2 separate regions of the Sus scrofa genome follow, and region 1 is linked to region 2. The links are chromatin contacts, called in public Hi-C maps. All regions are on one chromosome and are shown on one strand. Each heading gives the region's core, a stretch centred on a gene start, on an enhancer-like site or on the middle of the called end of the contact. The rest is flanking DNA. Distances are from core to core; before and after follow the strand shown.

Region 1 (4,990 bases), core at 2,300-4,799, 230 kb before region 2:
TGGTCCTGTTTCAGGGTTTATACCCGTGTTCTAATGGGTAGACAAAAAAAAAAAGAAAGAAAAGAAAGAAAGAAAGAAAAGAAAAAAGAAAAGCCAGAGGTGGGTGAAGGAGAAAAGAGACTTAGCCTATGCTCTCCTCTTTGGCATGTGGTCGATGGCAACTGCCAAAACAGACTTTTTTCTTTCTTTCTTTTTTTTTTTTTTTTTTTTGTCTTTTTAGGGCCGCACCCACAGCATATGGAGGTTCCCAGGCTAGGGGTCGAATCAGAGCTGTAGCTGCTGGCCTACACCACAGCCACAGCAGCTCAGGATCCGAGCCGAACTACACCACAGCTCATGGCAACGCTGGATCCTTAACCCACTGAGCAAGGCCAGGGATTGAATCCGTATCCTCATGGATACTAGTCAGATTTGTCTCCACTGCACCACAATGGGAAATCCCAGGACTTTGACGTTGATTCAAATTCTGTCTCTGGCACTTATTAGCACAAAGACTTAGGGGAAGTTATTTAACCTCTGAGGCCCCCTCTTGCTCATAAAAAGGGAATATAAAGCACACCTCGGCTAGCTGTGAAAACTCAGTGGGTGCTTTCACATAGACCCTCAGTGACAATGAAGTTCCCTTCCCTACTTGCTGGTCTGCAAGCTTAGGGGTTCAACTCATCGAATCCCAGAGAAGACATGATGGGACAAACCTCATGGGCTGTGGTTCCCACAAATCTATGTCAGATTGGGGTGACACACTTCACAATCCCATAAAACTCAGCCACATTTTCCCGTTTGTGACATTTTCAGAAATGAAAAGAAGAAACCAAGGTACAGAGACTCTGATGTGTAGCTCCACGTTGGATCCCAGACCAGAATCTGATGGAGTTTGGAGGGCTGTTTTTGTAAACGGTGTATGTAGCCAGGGTCCCAGCACCTATGGAAACACAGCTGTTATCTGGTACCTCCTGTTTCCTAGCAGCCTCTGTTTCCAGAATATAAAACTCCAATCCACAGAACTGGCAAAGAAACAAGGCTCAGGTGGTGTCTCCTTCAACACTTTATTTCCCGTGGTTTGCTGAGGAAAAGCGAAAAGACAAGACCAAGAGAAAGAAAGAGAAAGCGATGAGTTAGTAATCAAAGCTTTGTGAGTTTACTTAAAACTCAACTAAACACATTCTATTTCTGACACAAATATTCTGAGGATTAAATGAGCAATACAATATTTTTTGGAGTTCTCTGTGATCAAATGCTTTGCCATTAAAAGTTATATTCCTGGGGAGTTGATATTGAAGCTGCTTGTTCCTTGTCAGTCAACATAAGAAGACGCCAAAACTGTATACATTTAAATCACACAAAACCATCCCCCAGCTGTCTGGTCTCTTGACAGCCCCTTTTCACTGAGCTCCGCGGTCATGAAATGTAAATATTTTTATCTTAACGGCACAGGCTTTTGAAAATTTGACATAATAGGATTTCTTCCTCACAAGGCATATCAAACACTGTTGCAAACTCAAAGTCTATGTTATTGTTAATCAAGACTAAATCAAAGGGTCTTGTCTTTGTTTTTCCATTTCTATTTCCACATGACCAATAAAGTGTCTTCTCCGACCATCCCTGCCAACCAGAAGTCACCCCCAGAAGACGCAGCAGGACATTTGGGGCTGCCTCTGTTTGAAGCATTCTTGGGCGGAGCAGGGAAAGGCGTGAGGACCATGTGGACAGATAAAGCAATAAAGAATCAACAGGTACCAAAGTTCCCATTGTGGCTCAGTGGGTTAAGAACCTGACTAGTATCTATGAGGACGCAGGTTCAATCCTTGGCCTCGCTCAGCGAGTTAAGGATCTGGCATAGGCACAAGCTGCAGGGGAGGTCACAGATGCAGTTCAGATCCCACATTGCTGTGGTTGTGGCATAAGCCAGCGATTGCAGCTCCAATTCAACCCCTAGCCTGGGAACTCCCATATGCCGCACCTGCAGCCCTAAAAAACAAAACAAAACAAAACACCAGGTACTTAAAAAGTGGAGGGTCTGAAGATGGAGACAAAAATGACAGTGATTCTAATTCTATGAAGCTCAGGTTCAGTGTCAAGCTGCTGTGAAAACTTAAGACATTTTGTGGGTTTATCCCCTGAGCACCAGTGCTAGAACAGTATACATTTCCTGAATGAATAAATGAATGACAGGTTAATCAATGAATGAACAGTAATACTAAGAAGGGAAAGGAATCTATTACAGATACATCAATGGGCCCTGGAAGACACATCTTAGTCTTATTTTGTCTCCTGACCCGGGGAGCATGACCCACAGCCAAATCCAAGTCCTTAGGCCCTGGGGACCAGAGAGGCCACACATCTCAGAGGGCATTTCACCATCAGTTGGAATTCCTTGGACAACTTGAAGCATTTCCTTCCATAATATGCTCCCCAGCTGTTGGGGAGGATTCCCCTTTTCCCAGAATCCCTGCCTTCTGTGTTAAGCCGTTTCTCTCATGGAGAATTAATGCACGCTGCCTTGACCTTCATGCTTCATCCTTAACTTCTTCTCGATGATAAGACCCTCAAAGGTTTAGACTGTCAGATGCAGCTTTTTGTGTCTACTTCACTGCATATTCTAGAGCTGAGTACATGTACAATGACTCAGTTAATGAGATTAAGGAATGCATGCCAAGGCTTCAAGAGAAAGATGTTAGCTGCTGGGTTGGGTGACAAAATCACCCTGTGTTTCAGTCCCCAGCCCAGAAGCAGGGTGGCCTTCCTCCCTCTTGCGTCAGGGCCCACAGTGATGCACAGGCACCTGCAGCCCCAGCCTAAACCCTGCCCTGCAGCTGCTGCACTCTGTCTGCTCTTCACTCGTGGCCCTCCTGCATTGTCACCATAGTGAGGTGGTTCACTTTACACTGTGTCTTCCACCGTGGGGAGCATTTCACAGCTTTGCACACATCCCGGCATGCATTCCCCAGGTCCCAGACTGATGAATAGTGGCTGAAAACACCCTCTGATGCCATCACTAGCAACGAAGCAAATGTCAAACCGGGCTTGTGGGTCCTGAGTTAAGGCTGTGGGACCCAGGCTGGAGCAAGCTTCCACTTGCAAGGATATTTTGTGGAGATGGGTGGGCAAGAGGCTGAAAAGACCCATGGACTCCCCCTTCTGCTCTGTGCCTTCTCCATCCCAACCTCTGGGGATTCTTCAAGATTGTAGGGGAAATTTTATCTTGAGGTGCAGGACTCTGTCTGCCCCCAGGTCACAAGATTCACCTTGGCTTTTGGCAAGATTTATCCAGCCTGCCAGGTCTTCATGATTTAGAGTCTGGAACTTGGATAGGTTTATAAGAACACTGATGGACCATTATCTCTCCAAAGGAGAAAGGGCCCTCTCAGGCTCTAGGAGGCAGTCCCAGGGTGGTTCAGGCTGACTTTCTGTTGCAACAAGGACTCTCACAAGATCCATAATTGTGTGGTTTGTGTAACTGTTCTCCTCTAGTTTCCAGGGGGCAAGACTTCAGCCCCACTATGAAAATGACAATGCAGAGGAGGCAAGTGGCCACTAGATGGCAGCAGAGGGTAAGAAAAGGGAGTTGCAGGCAGTGCGGGGAGAGTGCTGCTCGCAGCCCCTCCATTTTGCTTACATCTTTAATGAGATATGCGAAGAAAATGAGTCCCTTACATGCCAGACACAGATGCTACAACATATGGAGAGATGCCGCACAGCAATATTTCTCTGGTTATTAAACAGGAGGCACCTAACCAGTCATTCACTGCATCATCATGCAGAGCTGTCCTTTGTGTCTCCAATACTGCTGTTGACAAGGTAATAACAGGAGAAAGCTGTTGCGAACACTGATGCACGGACCTGGGCCTCTGGGCTCGCGGCATCGCCAAGCCAGGATGCCGCCTGGATTGCCAGGAAGCGCGAGCAGCCCAGCCCAGCGGGAACCACCTTGGCAAGGCACACGGTGTGGCTTCTGCTGCCAGACTCAGTCCCGGCAGGGCGTGGGCTGCTCTCTGGTCTCCCTGGCAATCCCTAAGGGCTCATTTATTCAGAACCCGATTACCACCAGACAGCTCAGGAGGCCGACCTTCCAACCACAAACCCCAAATGGGAACAGGAGCTCTAGACATTTTAAAGAGCAAGACATGCTGGCTTTTCTGGCAGAACTGAAGACATATAGTGTAATGAAAATGCATTTAAATTCACATGGATAAGGGCACACTTTTCCCACGCTCCCCAAGCAAAGGTAGGGAATCTGGGCATCTGGAGGGGACATCTCACATATTCTCTTGTGAAACTATTACCAGGGCTGGGAGCAGGCAGGTATTACTATATTTTGCTACTATATCCCACTCATTTTCCCACCCCCCACACCCTACGGCCCTGCCTCCCAGCCTGATCGTTCCTCACTAATTCTCCCACCCTCCCAATGCCAGTGGCTCCTCAAGGCCTCAGTGGCGACTGAGGAACAGGGCACAGGTTAGTCAGCCTCGGCAAGTAGCCCCACTCCTGGGCCCAGAAAGAGAGTGGTCCAAGCTCCCAGGACTTCCCAGAGTCACTCAGGAAGCCACACAACAGCCCTGAAATGAGGGTAAGTAACACAGCCATTTTTCATACAGAGAAACTGAGGTGCAAAGCTGAGATATAGCTTCAGGTCTCCTGGTCTCCCTCCCTTTCCTATAGGTTTGCATCTCTGAAGCAGACTCCAGTGGGCAAGTAATAACAAGAGTTACGCTGCCACTGTTCCCCCCTCTCTCTTAGAAAATGATTCTGGAGTTCCTGTTGTGGCTCAGCAGGTTAAGAACCAACACAGTGACTGTGAGGATAAGGTTTCGATCCCTGGCCTCGCTCAGTGGCTTAAGGATCCGGCACTGCCATGAGCTCTGATGTAGGTTGCAGATGCAGCTCAGATCCCTCCTTGCTGTGGCTGTGGTGTAGGCTGGCAGTTACAGCTCTGATTTGATCCCTAGCCTGGGAACTTCCTTGTGCCACAGGTACAGCCCTAAAAAAG
Region 2 (5,183 bases), core at 1,340-3,839:
TTTGACCCCTAGCCTGGGAACTCCATATGCTTTGCGTGTGGCCCTAAAAAGCAAAACAAACAAACAAAAGAAGCCTCCTCCCCATCCCCACTTGCGATCACTTCATAGTTTATTTCCTTGACCCCACTTGTAACAACACAATTCTTTTTATGTGCTCATTTGGCTCTCTTCCCAACTAAAACAAAAGGCTCAGAAAGGGAGGTGACTTTGTCTGATCACCTCTGCTCCTCTAGGACCTGGGAGAGTAGGCACTCAAACTTTAAGCTCAACAATGCAGCAGTAGGAAGACACTTCCCCACCAGATGTCTCTTATTAATACCATGTAACTAGATTGGGGTAAAACGTTGATAATTGTTGAAGCTGAATATTGAGTATCCGCCCGTTTCTCTACTGACATGCATGTGTGTGTGTGAAATTTTCAACAATAAAACGTTAAAAAACAAAGTTGTTCATTCCTGGAATTTAAAGACAGAGTAACACAGATAGACCTAGAGATTATCATACTAAGTGAAGTTAGTCAAAGGCAAACATCAGATCACTTATATGTGAAATCTTAAAAAAAAAAAAAAAAAAGACACCAATGAACTTATTTGCAGAACAGAAAGATTCAAAGATTTTAAGACAGATTTATGGCTACCAAAGGGGACAGGTGGTGGGTGGGATGGCCTGGGGGCTTGGGACTGGCACATGCACGCTGTGACACATGGAATGATTAGAATTGCTGCGTAGCACAGGGAACTCTGCCTAATATTCTGATAATCAATATGGGGAAAGCAATCTGGAAAAGAATGGATGTGTGTATATGTATAACTGACTCACTTTGCCATACAGTAGAAATTAACACAACATTATAAATCAGCCACAGAGAGTTGCTGTTGTGGCTCTGTGGAAAACGAATCTGACTAGCAATCATGAGGACGCAAGTTTGATCCCTGGCCTCACTCAGTGGGTTAAGGATCTGGCATTGCCATGAGCTGTGGTGTAGGTTGCAGACATGGCTCGGATCCCACATTGCTGTGGCTGTGGCATAGGCCTACAGCTACAGCTCTGATTTGACCCCTAGCCTGGGAACTTCCACTTGCCACGGGTGAGGCCCTAAAAAGACAATAAATAAATAAATAAAATAAAAAACTGTACTTCAGTAAAACGTAAAAAAAAAAAAAAAAAAAAAAAAAAAAGGCAGAGCAGGTCTGAATAGCAGACCCCAGGGTGTCTCAGGATCCCTCAGGATCTCTCTCTCTCTGGGGAAAAAGGAAGACCTGATAGTGCTCACCACAGTCCTTTAGCTGAGAGCCAAGAAAACTGGCCATGCAGCTGAGGGAGAAAAGCAATACATGTAGACAGTTCTCCGAGTTTCTGGCAACAGCTCTGAGGGTACCAGTATATTTGTAGAGCAGTTCCATTAACAAGGTACTTTCACGTCCATTTTGTTGGGACAACAGTGTGAAGTATTATTATCCCCATGTTTATTCTACCATTTTTCTCATTCAAAGCCTAACCCAAATGCTTTGGAATCAGACAGAAATAAGACTCGAACCCTAACACCTGCGGTCTGAGTTTCCATTTCCTCATCTAGAAAAGGAGACCATGACCTCCCTCCTCCTGGGGTGACAGGAGACGTGAAGACAGGGCAAATGACAGGACCCATGATACCAAGTCAGACACAGGGTAGACACTCAGCAGTAGCTCCTCACTCCTGGACCACAGGCCTGTGTCTTCTCTTCCTTAACATCGAGCCCTCCGTAGCTCAGTGCCTGGGTGCCTAACTATTGGCTAACTTTTAGAGACCAGAGGCCCACAGGTCAACAGTTAAGTGGCAGAGCAGGTCCTTGAATAAACACACCTTCAGGTCCGGCAAAGTACTTTTTCGAAAATACACCTTTTTTTTCATCCCACTGACAAGTTTTGCATAAGCTTGAGCCCACTTATTAATTCAACCTAAGCAAATAAAATACTTTTTTTTTAGCTCCTCCAAAGTCCTCCTTCTTTTTTCTTACTCCCTCATTTGAGATCCTGTTCTGTGTTTTCTCATGCAGGAAAAATCTATTTTTTGTATTCAATTTTTTTAAATTAAATATCATCAGAAAGTTACATAGCACTCAAATTTTAAATGTTCAGAGCTGCCAGTCCAGATGTGAGGACAGGGTCACACCGAGTTCGTAGGCAAGCTCCCCAGCCCCTGGCAACCACCAGCGCTGGTTTGCTGAGCCTCTAAAACCAGAGAGCAGGCCTCTCTGACCTCCTCAAGCATTTTCAATTATCATAACAAAAATGTTTTGAAGCCTAAGATGAAAAGGATATGATCAAAGAGGCCAAAGGTATTGGCTGCTAAAAGAAGAAAACACAAGAGATGCTTTCCATGCGATAGGGCGCAGGAAATGTGTGGGCAGGAGGTGCTGAGGGCCGAGCTTCCGTCACTGCAAAGAATGGCAGGGAACAGACCATGTACAGTGCTTGTGGCAAATGGCTTCCGGCCCCACAAAAGAGCACAGAAAATAAAAATAAACTCACCCCATAAAGGCACTGAGCTAGAGGCAACAGTTAGGCTAGGATTTAGCTTACTCTGTGCCATGGTACTCATAATCCACTCTTTCAGCATGCAGCACTAGGCACCCACGTGTAAGGCCCATGGAGGCACCATCACACCCCAGCTGGTAGAAGGAGAGATCCAGAGACCATCAGAGGCGTCACATGAAAAGATTACCCATCCTGGTTCAGTACCCCCTCATCTACCATGAGTTTAACTAATTTCAGCTAAAAAAAAAAAAAAAAGACCTAAGAATCAGAAACTCAATTAGCAGGCTGTGGAGTAAAGCATTTTTTCAAATTCGAATGGTTTTGCAGCTAACTCTTCTGCATACAGAGAACCACTGAGCAAGTGAACAGAAGCCTAAAAACGAGTTGTAATGAGTTTTCAACTAAATCTAAACTGAAGATACCAAAAACTGCCTATAGCAAATGATGAGAAGACATACCAGAGATGAATGTTTTCCAATGATGGTCACTGGTTTGGACAAATCACCTAATAACCCAATAAGTGGGAGCTTAGTATCTGCCTCATGTATCTCAAGATCATTGGCAGACATTAAACAAAATCTGTGTACTAAAAGCTCTGAAGGAGTTCCATAGTAGCTCAGTGGGTTAAGGAGCCAATGATGTCACTGCTATGGCTCAGGATCTGGTGTTGTTACTGCTGTGGTGTGGGTTCCATTCCTGGCTCAGGAATTTCCACATGCACCAAGCACAGCCAAAAAAAAAACAACAACCCTCTGAAAACTGTAATGTCTTCCTTGATAAAATTACTATTATTCCCAGTTTTCAACTAATTTATCTTAAAGTTCAGGTGCTAAGTTCCCACCATGGCTCAGTAGTTAATGAACCTGATTAGCAACCATGAGCACATGTGTGCGATCCCTACCATCGTTCAGTGGGTTAAGGATCCCACATTGCTGTGGCTGTGGTGTAGGCTGGCAGCTACAGCTCCAATTTGACCCCTAGCCTGGGAACTTCCATATGCTGCAGGTGTGGCCCTAAAAAAAAAAAAAAAAGACAAAAGACAATAAATAAGTAAATAAATAATAAAAAATAAAGTTCAGATGCTTTTCTTATTTAAAATACCTATTTACCAATCCAGACTAAAATAATTCAGAAGCCTCCTTATCAGGAAGTACATCTGTACATAAAAATTTTAAGGCATATTAAATTAAGTCATAATTTTAGTGAACTAGTATCCCTTGGAATGGCAAGCCATGGTCCAAGGACAGTGATTTTTATAAACAAAATTTTATTGGACCACACTGCCAGGCCATTCATTTAAGAAAAAGCTTGCCGGAGTTCCCATCATGGCACAGGGGAAACAAATCTGACTAGGAACCATGAGGTCACGGGTTCAGTCCCTGGACTCACTCAGTGGGTTAAGGATCCGGCATTGCCATGAGTTGTGGTATAGGTCGCAGACGTGGCTCGGATCTGGCCTTGCTGTAACTGTGGTGTAGGCCAGCAGCTGCAGCTCGGATTAGACCCCTAGCCTGGGAACCTCCATATGCCGCAGGTGCGGCCCTCAAAAGCAAAAAAAAAGAAAAAAGAAAAAAGAAAAAAAAGAAAAAGCTTGCCAACTCCTGATCTAGAGTGAGTCTCAAACTTCAGCGTGTATCAGAGTTACACAGAGAGCTAATGAACACAGAAAGCCAAGCTCATTTTTACTAAGTTCCCAGGTAGTTGTGACATACACCAAAATCTGAGAACCATCATTCTGGATGGGTGCTTCTAAAACTATAATATGCACAGGAATCACATGTAGACGGTGTTGAAGATTCTGCTTCAGTAGGGCCTAGGGTGGGGCTCGAGAGACTCCTTTTCAAATAAGCTCCCAGTGTGGTCAATACTGCTGGTCAATGGGCTGTAATTTAAGGAGCAAGAATCCAGAGCAGTGCTTCTCTGATTTGGCTGCACATGAGAATCTCCTTTATAAGGTACAGACGCTACCCCCAACTGATCTGTGGTGTGCCCTGGGCACTGAGGTTTCATTTTTAAAACCCCCAAGCAATTCTAAAGTGCAGCCAAGTTGGGAAAGCTCTAGAGCACAACTCACCATCTCAGCAGTCAGCTCAGTTCAAAGAGTGGACTTCTCAACACAGCATATTTTTGATATATAGCACCCAAGATAGAAGGAGGGGTGCTACCATGACACATATCAACCAGGCCTAGACTTCAGCCAGCAGACCTATTGTTCCACCCAAGCACATCATGGACTCTGATCTTAAACAAGTTACAAAGAGGAGCTTCCTCTTCTTCACCTATCTAATGAGAAGCGGAGCCCCCAAGGTAACAGTAAGAGCAAAATGAGAGAACACTTGTGAAGTTGGTTTGGACAGCAGTGTATCCTGTAAGAAGGCATGCACACAAGCCCCACTTTCTGCACTCTTCCTATGCAGTCTAAGAGATACATATTTCACTTTCACCACTAAATCATGTTGAAACAGATATAAATGGGGAAGCACACACTGAGTTAAATTTCTAACAAAGTGCTTAATGATGCAGTTCCAGGAATGCATTGTGTCACAAGAGCGGAACCACCTGCAACGATTGAAGGATTAGTAAAGGATTACCAGCTCCAGGGAAAAGACAAAGGGCTGTCGTTTCCCAGGGATGTCAGCACTGCCTTTGTCATTAACCGCAAATAC

The links. Hi-C and Micro-C count contacts between places; a contact is called where the count stands out from the background.
Region 1: a contact with region 2 is called in a Hi-C map of fibroblasts, with 3 times the contacts expected there. The contact joins two enhancer-like sites. A contact is called at or near these places in 1 of 5 promoter capture datasets (liver), 18 of 47 Hi-C or Micro-C datasets (adipocytes, alveolar macrophages, brain and 12 more) and 1 of 2 datasets of contacts at active chromatin or transcription factors (skeletal muscle).

What each region holds. Positions count from the first base shown.
Region 1 is chr7:76,691,855-76,696,844 of Sscrofa11.1, reverse strand. All of the region lies in intron 2 of LOC102158035, which reads left to right. It also overlaps the pseudogene LOC100626750. Among named protein-coding and RNA genes, the nearest start is that of DAD1, 260 kb to the right of the region's middle. Within about 2 kb of position 3,549, at least 22 of the 83 cell types and tissues checked have an H3K27ac peak or open chromatin away from gene starts, as enhancers often do. A contact at or near this core is called in retroperitoneal adipose tissue, where this site is marked.
Region 2 is chr7:76,457,542-76,462,724 of Sscrofa11.1, reverse strand. No RefSeq gene overlaps it. Among named protein-coding and RNA genes, the nearest start is that of DAD1, 28 kb to the right of the region's middle. Within about 2 kb of position 2,589, at least 17 of the 83 cell types and tissues checked have an H3K27ac peak or open chromatin away from gene starts, as enhancers often do. A contact at or near this core is called in retroperitoneal adipose tissue, where this site is marked.